Regions from separate parts of the Oryctolagus cuniculus genome. Here region 2 is linked to region 1. Evidence: chromatin contacts called from public Micro-C data. All regions are on one chromosome and are shown on one strand. The core of a region is the stretch at or near the end of the contact, and the rest is flanking DNA. Distances in the headings are between cores, read along the strand shown.

The links. A called contact is a pair of places that touch in the nucleus more often than the background predicts.
Region 2: a contact with region 1 is called in a Micro-C map of ear pinna, with 2.4 times the contacts expected there. The contact joins the promoter of NCDN here to the promoter of CLSPN in region 1. A contact is called at or near these places in 3 of 6 Hi-C or Micro-C datasets (ear pinna, skin fibroblasts and an unstated tissue).

The regions. Positions count from the first base shown.
Region 1 is chr7:136,859,451-136,865,870 of mOryCun1.1, forward strand. CLSPN (claspin) reads left to right here and starts at 2,778. Exons shown (of 25, transcript XM_002720690.5): 1 at 2,778-2,936. The coding sequence starts at 2,913.
Region 2 is chr7:137,056,671-137,063,538 of mOryCun1.1, forward strand. It overlaps NCDN (neurochondrin), which reads right to left and starts at 2,137. Exons shown (of 7, transcript XM_051832167.2): 1 at 1,998-2,137; 2 at 680-820. The coding sequence starts at 802. KIAA0319L (KIAA0319 like) reads left to right here and starts at 2,197. Exons shown (of 21, transcript XM_051832163.2): 1 at 2,197-2,333; 2 at 5,639-5,808. The coding sequence starts at 5,667.

The DNA.
Region 1 (6,420 bases), core at 1,528-4,027:
CCCATTGGTCCTTGGCCTTTTCGCTATGATCAAGTGAAGAGTCACTGCCCAGCTTCTGAGCTGGTGAGTGAGGGATGGTGGTGCCAATCATCAAAATTGAGAATACAAAGTGCTAATTCCAAAGATGACTCACTTTAGCTGGGTGCAAGCTAATGTGTAGAACAAAATGTTTTGTGGGAATGGGAGAAATAAGGAATTTTATCATGGTCTAGAGTTCCAGTTTTGCAAGTGGAGAGAGTTCTGGAGATTTATGGCACAACAAAGTGAATGTACATAGTATAGTACATACACACTGTATAAGGTGATAATGATTAATGCGGCACATTTTATCTCATGTATATTTTACCACAATAAAAAATAAATAAAGGTTTCTTTTGCCTTCTTCACTCCTGTCTACCCATCATCCAAATGGGAGATTTCTCTCTTAGTTTCTCCAGTAAGTGAAGAGGTGCTCTCAAAAGACATTAGAAAATACTAATATAAGGAATATTATTTCATTTATTCACTTTTAGAGGCAGTTCAAGAAGAATCATAGAGTTGTAAACGGATGTTTATCCATTTCCCCACTCTGAGCCAGGATTGTTCTAAGTCTTTGGTTCTCAAAGTATGGTCTGTGGATCAGCAGCCCTAATATCACCTGGTAACTCGTTAGAAATACACATTCTGGGGTGGGCGAGGTGTACAGGCATTTGGAACAGTAGTTGATGCCCATATCCTGGCCAAGACATCCGCATCTCACATCAGAGTGTCTGGAATCAAGTACCAGCTCTGCTCGTGATTCCAGCTTCCTGCCTGTGTGCACCCGGGGAGGCAGAAGGTGACAAGTTGTTGGGTCTCTGTTACTACACGGGAAACCTGGATTGAGTTCCAGGCTCCCAGCTTCAGCCAAGCCTAGCTTGCTATTGTGGGCATTTAGGGAGTGAACCAGGGATGGGAAATTTCTCTGTCTCTGTCTCTCAAATAAATAAAAGAAATACATTTGAGAAGATAGTAAAGTGATGAAAAGGCAGATGGATTGAGACATGCAAGGAAGAGGATGGGTGATGGGGTCTTGTGGGTGGGGGCAGAAGTAGGTTGAGAGGTGGAAAGGAGGTGAAGAAGTAAAGCTGAGCAAAGGGCTTTTAACTGAACCCAGCTAAAGACAGACGCTTGGAAGAGGAAACCAGTGCAGTGCCTAGGGGCACCAACCAGCCTGGTATGTCAATGACCAAGGAGGGCCCTGGGCTGTGGGATTTTCAGTGCTAAAATCAGGAAAGGCCTGGGAACACTGGACTGAGCTGGTCTCCTTATCAGAGGTTACAACTGTGGAGTTAAGTGAGGCAGTAAGTGCTCTGCCCCTTCTCTCCGGGTGCCCCTCCTCTCCTGCAAGGGGCCCTGACTCAGCCAGATGCCAGAGGACAAGGGAGCTGGGGTAATAGTCTCGGAGGGTGAGCCTTGCCTGGACACAGACCAGGGCAAAGAAAGGAGAATCAACCCAGAGAGGCAAAAAGATAATAAGCAGCACAGTGGCAAAATGCACTAGAAGGGCCTAGGGAAGGTGGACTCCAGAGCTTTTACTCCTTTTCTAGTCTTGTTCAAAAGTAGAAAGCCCTGGGGTCAGCGCTGTGGCAGTGGGCTAAGCTTCCACTGGCAGCACCGGCATCCCATATGGGTGCCGGTTCGAGTCCTGGCCGCTCAACTTCCAATCCAGCTCTGTGCTGTGGCCTGGGAAAGCAGTAGAAGATGGCCCAAGTGGTTGGGCCCCTGTACCCACATAAGAAAACCCGAAGGAAGCTCCTGACTCCTGGATTCAGATTAGCCCAGCTCCAGCCTTTGTGGCCATTTGGTGAGTGAACCAGAGGATGTTTGTCTCTCTGTCTCTCCCTCTCTCTGTAACTCTACCTCCCAAATAAAAATAAATAAAATATTTACTAAAAAAAAAAAAAAAGTAGAAAGCCCTCTAGGTCTGAGGCGGGTCCCGTCTGCACGTTCAAATTAGCCCCAAATAAAATTTATAAAGATTACCCATTAATGTTCTTTGGTATCTAAGCAGTTGGCAAAACGTGTTTTTGTTGTTTTTTTCTTTTCTTTTCTTTTGAAAGCGCAACAAAGAGAGAGAGAGAAAATCTTTCATCTGCTGGTTCATTCCCCAAATGCCCACATCAGCCAGGAGCCAAGACCTCCATCCGGGTCTTTCAGGTGGGTGGCAGAGGCCCAAGCACTTGGTCCATCCTCTTCTGCCCACCCCCCCGCAGTGCACTAGCAGGGGGCTGGAGGTGGGAGTCCATCCCCAGGCACTCCAGAGTGGGATGCGAGTGAACCACCCATTGTGCCGGCCCCTGGAGAAACGTTTTTTATTCAATGGTGTCAGGTACAAGAAGGGCCAGACAGGGTCGCCAGCAGCTGCAAGGCTGCGGTCAGTGGAGAAACCCCTATGGAGGCCCAGGACTCTATCTGAAAAGATTCACGCACAGGACATCCTGCAGGGGGCGAGGGGACCAGCTCACTCTTAAATTTGGGCGTGACGTGAGTCGCCGAGCTGTGGCGGCGCCCAGAGTCAAAGCACTGTTCGCCAGGTGCCTCCTGGTAAGGACGGTGGGCCCTGCCGCCTGGCACCCCGCCCCAGCACTCACAGCCTCCGCCCCAAGCCCAGCTGACAAGAGCAGTCGGGGACCCGCCAAGCCAACACTGACCGTCATCCTGGAGCCGGCCGCAAGAGCTTCGTGATTGGTGGGACGGGAGTGGGCGGGGCCTAGAATGGAAGGTCTGCTTCGGATTGGTGCAAATCATCGAGGGCGGGTCCTCCACCCCGGCTGGGCGCGAAAGCTCAAACGCCGCTTCCAGGCTGGAGACGGCGGGAGAGGCGCTGCGCCAGAGGTTGCAGGAACCCGGCACTGCTTCGTCTGGTGCGGACCGCTGCGGAGGCCGGAACCATGACGGGCGAGGAAGGCTCTGAGGTGGGTTTAAGCACAGGCCTCCTACATGGGCTGCGGAGGCCGGGCGCCGTGGGGTGGACTGGGGCAGGGGTAGAGCCGGTGCCCCGGGGCTGAGAGGACTACAGCTCCCGGCGTGCACCGCGCGGGCGCCAGCTGCCGCGCGCGCCTCCGCTGAGAGGGGCTCGCGACCTCTCCCGGGGGTCCTGGCGCGAGGCGTCCCGAGCTTCGGGCCGGTGGTCCCGGTGGTCCCGGTGGTCGGTCCTTGCCGCCTGGCTCTGTCCCTGCCGCCCGCCTTCCCCTTTGGCGCGTTTCCTGTCACGTTAGCTCCTCCTCTTACTACGCCCCCAATGAGAGGAGGCCCAGGCGAACGCGCGGCGGGGATGCGGGGCGGGATTCTTGGTAAATGGAGCGCGGGGTGTTAGGAAGTTCGAAATTGGGCCAGGAAGGCCGCCTTGTGTTCTCCGACTGGGTCCCGGGAGCGCAAGACGCTCTCGCCTTGGAAGCAAAATTTAAAAGGACGCAAAAAAAAAAAAAAAAAAAAAAAAAAGTAGTCACCCAGTGCAACCCACATTTTAATGCAGTATTTAAAAAACAAAATTTTGCGAAAAGTTTCATGACTTGGTATTGAACAGAATAGGGACATTTTAAATAAGGACAAGATCCAATCCTGCCTCACCCACTTTACCCTAATCCTGTCTCTGGTTCCCGGAAAACTTCGCAGCAGGAGGCTGACATGAGTCATAGTTGGCCGATTTGATTTTTTTTAAAGATACTAATTGATCAGGGAGTTCTTGAAACCCCTCTGTCTCTTCTGGCTCCAGTGTTGGACATGGCTGGTCCTGTTGCAAATGGCCGAGAATAGAACTGAGATTAAATGCATGCCCATGGATTGAGCTGTGTGCTTACCTGAAGTCAGTGTCCACATCCACAGACAGAACTTAACAGTCTTACTGCTTTGGTTTGTTGAGGGGACCATCAGCACATACATGATAACCGTCAACCCGTGTTATATATTTTTTTAATAATTGAGCTAGACATTGAAATCAACGAACTAATTTGATAAACCACTAGAGTAAGGCCTTATACCCTTTTACATTACATTTGTTTGTAATTTCTCTCATATTTTTAAAAAAAGATTATTCAGGAGGCAGGGTGGGGAGAGAGCTTCCATCTGCTGGTTCACTCCCCAAATGCCAGGGATAGGCCAGGCTGGATAGGGATAGCTCAGTCTGGACCCAAGAGCCAGGAATGGCATTTGGGTCTCCCACATGGGTAGCAGGGACCCAAGTACTTAGGCCATCTTCTGCTGCTTTCCCAGGTACATTAGCAGGAAGCTGTATTGGGACTCAAACTGACAGTCAGATATGGGATATGGTCATTCCAAGCTGTGGCTTAACCTCCCTTACTGCAATACTGGGGCCTCCTTGCTTATTATTATCATTCTTAAAAGATTTACTTATTTATTTGAAAGTCAGAGTTACAGAGAGGGAGAGGCAGAGAGAGAACTTCCATTTGCAGGTTCATTCCCCAAATGGCTGCAACAGCCAGCTCTGGGCCAGGCGGAAGCCAGGAGCTTCATCCAGGTTTCCCATGTGCGTGGCAATCGTTCAAGCACTTGGGCCATCTGCTGCTGCTTTCCCAGGTGTATTGTCAGGGGGCAGGATCGGAAGTGGAGCAGCTGGGATGCGAACCGTGCCCATATAGGATGCAGGTGTCATAGGTGGTGGCTTAACCACAGTGCCAGCCCCCCTCCTCCCTTATGAATAAGTTAACTCAGATCCCTGAGAACACTGAGGAGATAGGAGACCTGGCATCTTGGGTCAATTTGGTCACTAACTGTTCAAGTCACTAACACCTAGATTTTTTTACTTGTGACATTTAAAAATGTTTCATTTAGAAAATGTCATCTATACAAATGAGGTGTATGTAATAATCCCTTCACCTAATTTTGATTATTGTCTAATCATGGCCGATCTTGATCAATTTATACCCTACCTTCTTTTCCCTCATTGGATTATTTGGAAGAAAATCCCAACATATTTATTTAAAATTTTAGTTGTTTTTATTTTTTGAGAGAGAGCTCCAATCCACTGATTCCCCAAATGCGTGCAGCAGCTGGGGCTAGACCAGGCTGAAGCTGGGAACTGGGAAACTCAGTGTAGGTCTCCCCCATGAGTGTCAGAGACTGACCTATTTGAGCTATCATTTACTACATCCTGGACTACACATCAGCAGGAAACTGGAATTGGAAGCTGAGCCAGGATTTGAACCAGGCATTGAATATGGGATGCAGGTGTCCCAAGCAGTGTATTAAGTATTACACCAAACACCCCCATGACATATTTAATCTACAGATATTTCAGTGCACATTCCTAGAAGACAAAGAGCTTTCCACAAAAGGATAACCGACCATATTATTATGCAAAATATCTAGTCAGTATTCAGATTTCTTTGACTCATGCATATTTCAGATTTTTATTTGAATAAGGATTCAGTCTACAATTGCAATTCTTGGTATATATGTATATCCATCTTTTATGTTGTATATTGTTTAATTGAAAGAGTTGCAGGGAGGGGAGAGAAACAGAGAAGTCTTCCATCTGCTGGTTCACCCCACAAGGGCCACAATGGTCAGAGCTGAACCAGGCCAAAGCCAGGAGCTTCTTCTGGGTCTCTCACATGGGTGCCAGGGCCCAGGCACTTGGGCCACCCTCTGCTGCTTTTTCCAGGCCATTAGCAGGGGAGCAGGATCAGAACTGAAGCAGCCAGGATTCGAACTGGAGCCCATATGGGATGTTGGCATCCCAGGCTGTGGCTTTGCTCACTGTGCCACAACACAGCCCCGAGTTTCCCACATCCAGATTGTATGTCTGGTATTTTTGAACACGCTCCTCTGCTCTCTCTTTTGGATCTACAGACTTGATCAGATTCAGATGTGAGTATTCTGACACAAATGCTGTATAGATGGTGTTGGGTACTTCTATTAGGCTGTATACAATGTGTTGTTCCTTTTTTGGTAAAATCAGCAGACATTAATGTCATTGCCTAGCTCTGTTATTTAATTGAAGGTTGCTAAAAACTGTGATAGCCTAAGTCCATGATTTCTTCCTTGATTAACTAGGATATTTCTCTTAAGAAAAACTTCCTCTCAGCCATAAGGAAGAATGAAATTCTGATGTTTGCAACAAAGTGGAAGCAACTGGAGATCATTGTGCTAAGTGAAATAAGCCAGACCCAAAAAAAAAAAAATCACATTTTCTATTTGTGATAGAAAATAGATATACTATTATTGTTTTAATGATCTGTGATTGTTTTTTAAAATTTACTGTATGTGAGTGAAATGGACATCTTTTTGTTTGAATATTGTTTATAATCGTTGCCTATATTCCTGCTGAACTGTGGTCATTTTACTTTTTACTTGTTGAACTCTTTAGTCAAGCAGTAAGCCTTTGATTATAAGGTAAATTAAAAATATGTTATATCAGGGGCCGGCGCTATGGCGCAG
Region 2 (6,868 bases), core at 887-3,386, 200 kb after region 1:
ATGGCTCCTGTGTCTTGCCGCTCTGCCTGTCAAAACATTTCCCCTTACATTTCACCTAAACACCTCCTCTGCTGCAGTGTGAGCCCTTGACTCCAGAGCCTTCTCCCTGTTGCCATGGCAAACAAGCAGCGGCTGTACTCCCTCCTCCCTGCACCCCCCCACATCAACACCCCCCCCCCCAGCACTGCAGCTCTTGCTCTGCTGTCCCCAGCCTGGGTTCCTCCAATAGGCTGAGCTCTGAACCCACTCCCTTACCTTAACCTACCTTCTGCTGTCCTGACCATCCCCTGGGACCCCTCCCCAGTCACCTCCAGTCCTGTGACTCTCCAGAACAACCATCCCCAGCCCTCGAAAACTCTGCACATTACTACCTGCTGCTGTTACCCTATGAGTCAGCTCCCATCTGCTCTGGGACGCCCCGGAAAGCAGATCCAGGCAGCCTCCTCCAAGGCCCCCAGTGCTGCCACTGCTTTATTCACCCCCTTTATCCCTTCTGCGCACATCCTCGGGGAAGTAAAAACAAGAAAAGAATAAAGTACAAGATAGGGGTCTTGGGCCTTCTTTGCTGCCTCCAGGGCTGCCAGCACCACCTGCATATCCCTGGGGACTCACTGACCCCATTCCTTGGGGGCCCAACCACCCAGCCCTTCCCACCTCCCAATTTCAGCCAGTTCCTTACTAGCAGCAGGGCTGCAAACTGCTCGCTGTCATTCTTGGCCTCACGGAGGGCTCCCAGGTAGCGCTCCAGGGTGGGGTTTCGGCTCTCTGCCTGGTTCAGAGCTGGCTCACAATCCGAGGCCATGATGCCCGCCTTGCCCAACTGTGAACACAAGAGGGACTGAGCATCCCTCTGCAGAGGAGGGGCGGAGGTGGGGGTGGGGGTGGGAGTGGAGGATGCAGGGAGGGATTAGCACAGAGGGAGGGGAGGGGAGGATCTGGAGGGGTGGCTTCCTCAGGACTGACCCCTCCTTAGGGGAGCTCTTCTAGGGGGCTGGACCTGCAAATCTCTAGGGATGAAGAAGGGACCCAGGTCCAAGGTCACCTACAGGAAGTGGGAGAGAAGAGCTGTTAAGCTGGACAGCTCTCCTCACTAGTCTCCTGGGGTGGGAGGGGGCTGGCCCCTGGCACCAGAGGCCAGGTTCGGCAGAGGCACACAGGGAATGAGCGGGGAGGACAGACAGGAAGGAATGGAGACACAGATGGTTCACGAGAAGTTGGATTATCCGGCCTCAGGCTGACACGGTGGGGTGGGGGGTCGGGAAAGGGCGCCCTGGGCTTCAGCAACAGTGAGAATATGAGGTCTCAGCAGGGAAGGCTTGGGGGCCCCTCCGGGGACCCCACCCCTCCAGCCAGAACTCTCAGCCGCCCCCGCAGGCTCCTTGCCTCCTCTCCTTTCCCTCCCTCGGGCAGAGGCTGCAGCAGCAGCAGCGGCGGCGGCGGCGGCGGCAGCGGCAGAAGCAGCAGAAGCGGCAGAATTAACCCCTTGCCCGCCCTCCCCATCCCACTCCCAGCCTGTGGGTGCCGGCAGGGGCTGGAGAAGCAAGGAGGGGTCCCAGGTAGCTCCCGGGACAACAGAGAATCCAAGAGCCGGATAATCAAAGCGGGGCTGCTGAGATGGGGAGATGAGGAGGGAGGAGGGTTCCTGGCGGTCACCACCTGTCCCGCCGCAGCCAGGTCACAACACGACATTGATGAAGTCACGACAGAGCAGCGATGAGATCACACTTCACGATGGCGCGGTGATGTCACGGAGAGATCACAGCAAAAATCACGACATGGGGGGGCAGCCCCCGAAGATGACAGGGCAAATTATTTTTAGAAAGATATATACTGAAAAGGGCTGTGACAAAATGGAGTCTTGACAGGGCACGATGATGTCGCGATATGGCGCGATGGAGTCGCGATAGGGTCCCCAGGGTGTGTCGGCATCGATCAGCGCCGGCTCCGAGAGGCTCTGGCTGGGATGCACGGGAGGGTCTGAAGGGGGCTGAGCTCACCAGGCTGCGGCCCCGAGCAGCAGCGAAGTCTCCTCCGGGCGCGATGCTCCAGGAGCCTGGGGCCGCTGCTCACGCCGCGTTGCCCACTCCGGGCTCCGGGCTGCTGCAGCTCCACCCCCACCCCCGCAGCGCTCTCGACCAATCCGTGGCCGCTTCACTCCGGGCGCTGGCCAATGGCACGGCTGGGCGCTAAGCCGCAGGGGCAGCCGCCGTGACCGCCATCTTGCTTGTGGGTATTGCCCGAGTCTGGGACTTGGGGCTCGTGCAAAGGACCAGGGTGTAGACTTCCTTTGGAGAGCGGGAGGCGAGAGTCTGGGGGCCCAGAGTCCTTCGTCTGTGCGTAATCTTATCCCTTCTAGACAGCCCCTCCTCCCCTCCGGCTCGCGGCTGAATTGCGCTTCCGGGGGTGGGCATGGAAGGGTGTGCTTCCGGGTTGAGCCCGGCAAGGTGGGAGGAGGCTGCGTTTCCGGCCTCCGTCGCTGTCCAGGGAGGCTGAGGCGAGAGGGAGCTGTCCGGGTGGGGAGGCCGCACTGGTTTCATCCTCTTCCTCCTTCTCGGGGTGAGGGGAGCGAAGGTTGGGGGCCCCGAGCCCATGGACCGGAAGGAGGCGGAGGCCGCCGAGAGCCGGGGCCCCGCTATGTGGCCGTGAGCCCCGGTAGGTGGCCGGGGGCGGCTAGCTGCCGGGCCGAGGACCATGAGCTCAGGGGAGGGCAGGCGGGACGGGCGATGTCTGGGGGTGCGCTGGCCGGGTGTTGGGACCCGGAGGTGGCGCTCCTGGCTCGGGCAGAGCAGCCTGCTGTTTCTGGCCTTGCAGGCGCGGAGCTTGGGTCCCCGGCAGGAGCCCGACTCTTTCGTGTCCGGGCCTGATCATGCAGCTCCCTCCGTCTCTTTTCAAACAGTCGGGCTCGTCCACCTTCGACCTCTGCAGCCTGGCCCTGAGCTACCGTCCCTGGTGTTGGGTCTCCCTCCCACTTCCCACCCCCCATCCCCCGCCCCCGATATAGAAGTTGATGCAGAATAAGGGCGTGTGCGGGGGGATATTGAGCACAATGTGGAACATCTGATGCGAAACCTGCCTCATTGAGGCTTTTGTAAACGATGCCCCTCCGAGGGTTCTGATGCGGCTGCAGTGAGCACAGAGGTGACATGAGGGAAGCCAAATGGAAAACCTCAGGCGTGGCGCTAGGAATGCTTTGTCTGCTCTCACTTAGGGGTGGTTGTGCCCAGCCGACCGTAGATGCAATTGGTGAAGAGCATTAGCCGACTCGCCTTGTGCTTTCTTGTGTGACGAACAGTCTGGAAACTAGGAACAAACTGGAAAGACAACCTCCCAGAACAATCTGTTCATTTTTCCAGCTATTTGGAAAACAATGTCTGCAAATATAAGCAAAGCTATTCATGGCAGTCTGTTCTGTGACTTTCCCAAATATCCGAGACTTTTTTCTTTAAAGCTTTATTCTTGATTACTCATACCAGCTAAATAGGCTGTTTCAGACGTGCGCTGTCGTTATTCAAACATATCTTATCGCTGTGTACATAAATGGAGTTCCACGTATGTAGCTGACAGACTGAACTATGATACATCCCCCATCAACCTGAAGTATTAAGTAAACATTACCCCCTGCTCTGTCTGAACAGCTGCTGCAACAGAGAGTGCTTTTATTTCGGGTGTACTTGTAACGCCCTAAATGCCAGAACCATCGGGAGCTTTGAGATTTTCATTTGTCAAGTGTTGTGGGGGTGTGTGTTCTCTCCCTGGGTTGTTACCCTTTGATTTGATAACAAACTGTTTGGATCTTGGTGGTGTGGTGTTGTTCCTGCTTCTGGTCAGCAAGCCTTTGCCTGGACCCTAGCAGGGATTTGTGCCCTTCGGCAATTGCAGGTTTCAGAGGAATGACTGGGAGTTCCCATGATATTAGCTGCTGTTCTTATGCACCATTTGTAAGACATTGCCCTTGTAATCAGCTTGCTAGTCCAATGGTGTTTATTACGCCTGTTTTCAAAACCTATCCACTTCTTTTCTGCGTTGCCCTCCTACCTGCCAGGCTATTGATGACAGGTGTTGAGTCACCTTGAGTTTTAAATCCTGTGGTAGGCAGTAATGTGTGTTGGGTAAGATACATACACACGGGCACACTCCCCCATTCTCTCTTGGGAGAGTGGAGAAGTTGCTGGGTGTACTTTCTAACTCAGCTCCATTTCATGATCTCTTGAACGGGTCTGGCCCACACACCTCCTTTCTACTCCATCCCGCCCTGCTCCCTCACTTCCAACTCCAAAACAGTTAGAAATAGCAATGGATGGTAGTGAATGAGAAAAATGGAGTCTGACAGATGCTTATGGCTCAGTGGAAACTTTTTCTTGGGTGGGCTGCACCTCAGTTTTGCAGCTGTGTGTGTCTGCTTCCTGGTGTTTGCGTTGATATCCCGTGCAGGCAGTGCTAATCTCTGTACATGCTGGCCAAGCGGTTGTGAGCCTGTGCCATTTGCCGGATGTGGAGGATGGGTGCATATTTAGGATAGATGTTTGAATAGCCACTTTAGAACTCATCCAACCCTCATAATGTTGCTATGCTTTATGTAACTTATACAGTATATAGCCACGTTGTGTAAACAGGCAGAAACTTCTGGAAAAATCAGTTTTTCTACTGGAAGGGACCTAAATCGTCCAGCTCCTAGATTCTAAAGTAGCCAGCACAGTGCTTGACATAAATATTTGTTGAACGTGTGTATGAATTTAAAGCAGGAATTCTAAATGACTCTTAGGGAGAGGAGGGAGTAACAGGGAAATATAAATCGGGTAGATTTTAAAGATAGTAGTGTGTGTAAGGGGGGGGGAGGACAGTAGCACACTGGAGGCTGCATGTCCTGTGTAAACATCAATCCCATTGGAGCTGGAATTGTGGTAGAGTGGGTATAACAGCTGCCTGTGATGCCAGCATCTCACATGGGTACCGGTTCATGTCCCGGCTGCTCCGCTGTGATCCAGCTCCCTGCTAATGGCTTGGGAAAAGTGGCAGAAGATGGTCCAAGTATTAGGGTACGTGCCACCCACGTGGAAGACCCGGATGAAGTTCTGGCTCCTGGCTTTGACCTGGCCCTGCGCTGGCCATTGTGGCTATCTGGGGAGTGAGCCAGCAAATGGAAGATCTCTTTCTGTCTCTTTCTCTCTCTTTCAAAATAAATAAATAATTTATTTTAATAAACCAATCCCATTGAAACAATTTAACAATACTGGGCCAGATAAAATCCTCAGGTTGATTTAGTTAAAAGAGGTCCAGCCTCTTCTTTTCATAGAGTATTTGGTCAAAGTCACAAAGCTGTTAGTAGCAGAACTGGAACTTGAACTCAGGTGTGGTGCTTTTTCCATTCTGCCACGTAGATAAATTACTGTTAGACTATAATGGAACACAAAGTGTTTCAGTTTTAAGGTAGATTCATTTCATATCCTTATGTTGTTATTCTGATAATTATAGGCTATGTCAAAGCACAGGTTTAACATTTATGGGCAGGGATGAGCACTGAAAGACGAATTTGAAGTTTCTCTTCTCCGCAGCCTGTCACGCTGTCTAGCACTCCACATTTCCAGGAATCAATTATTAATTACTTGGCATATCATTTCTTCTCTTTCTGTCTTTCTAGTGTACTGATTCTGCTCATCTGGAAGGCCATGGAGAAGAGGCTGGGAGTGATGCCAGTTCCTGCTTCCTGGATTTTATCAGGATATTGTTGGCAGTCAACCGTGAAGTGGTTGAGAAGCTTGTACCTGTGTTATGCTTGCTTCTGTTTCAGCGCTCTGTGGTTGTCAACAGGTACCATTTTCTTTGAAGATTCTAGATAAAAGAAGGGCACTCTGTGTGAGTCCCTCAGTCAACTTTCAACGCTGTTAAGAGGCAGAAAAACAATATGCTGATTAACAGAAATAGCATCTTTTTGGTGGATACTTTGTTGGGTTTGTTTACTTTTAGAACCAAAGTTTAAATCAGATTCTATCTCATAAGGGGAAATGGGTGTAATCATTTTGAGATTTGATAAAGATGTGGTGAAAAGAAAAAATCTTTCAGAGTTGGACATACCTGGGTCCTGGAACTGGATGTTTCTGTTTAATGACTATAAAACCTTGGCAGGTCACCTCATAGTGTCTCTGAGGAGGGGTAAGATCTACTCCATCACTTGATTTGAGGACTAGTGGTCAGCATGAACTTAGGTTATTAATAAATGTTTTGCTTCCTTTTCTAAAGAAGCCTCCTCTTACAGGGCGCCTGTGCTCCTTGCTTTTTCTGTGCAGAAGGGCTATGTTTCTAGGTTTCGTGGAGTTTGCCTTCCTCCTTCATCCTGCTAGAGCCTCTTGCCAGGAATCAGTGCCAAGAAGGCTACATTTCAGAGAAAATGTCCTTTCTTTCTGTCTTTTCTTCTTTGAGTTCTTTTGTTGACATTGTGCCTCTCAGAGTATGGAGTGTGAGAAAACAGCAATTTGAGAAAGGACTTCTGAATACACGGCCATTCTGCCCAGTGACCAAAAGCCTTCTGCTATAGAGACCACTGTCTGTGATAACTAGTCAGCCTTTTGCTCCTATAATTATAAAGGTTTCTATTGCTTTCCTAAAGGATTGGTGGTCATGATCTTGAGAACCAAGTAATTACTGCATTTAGCAATTTCAGTAGCATCAGCTTTGTGGTTTTTGTTGTTCTGAGTGGTGGTTAGTGATTACATAATTATAGCAATGGAAATGGCAGTTGACAGAAAGCTGACCTGGATACTTTTTACCCTGGTTGATGCTTTGCTGGGACAGCTGACTATTTCAAGCCAACATTTTATATAAAGTCATTCAAATTAAGTAAGTAACTGATTTAGCACCATCAGAGCAGGAA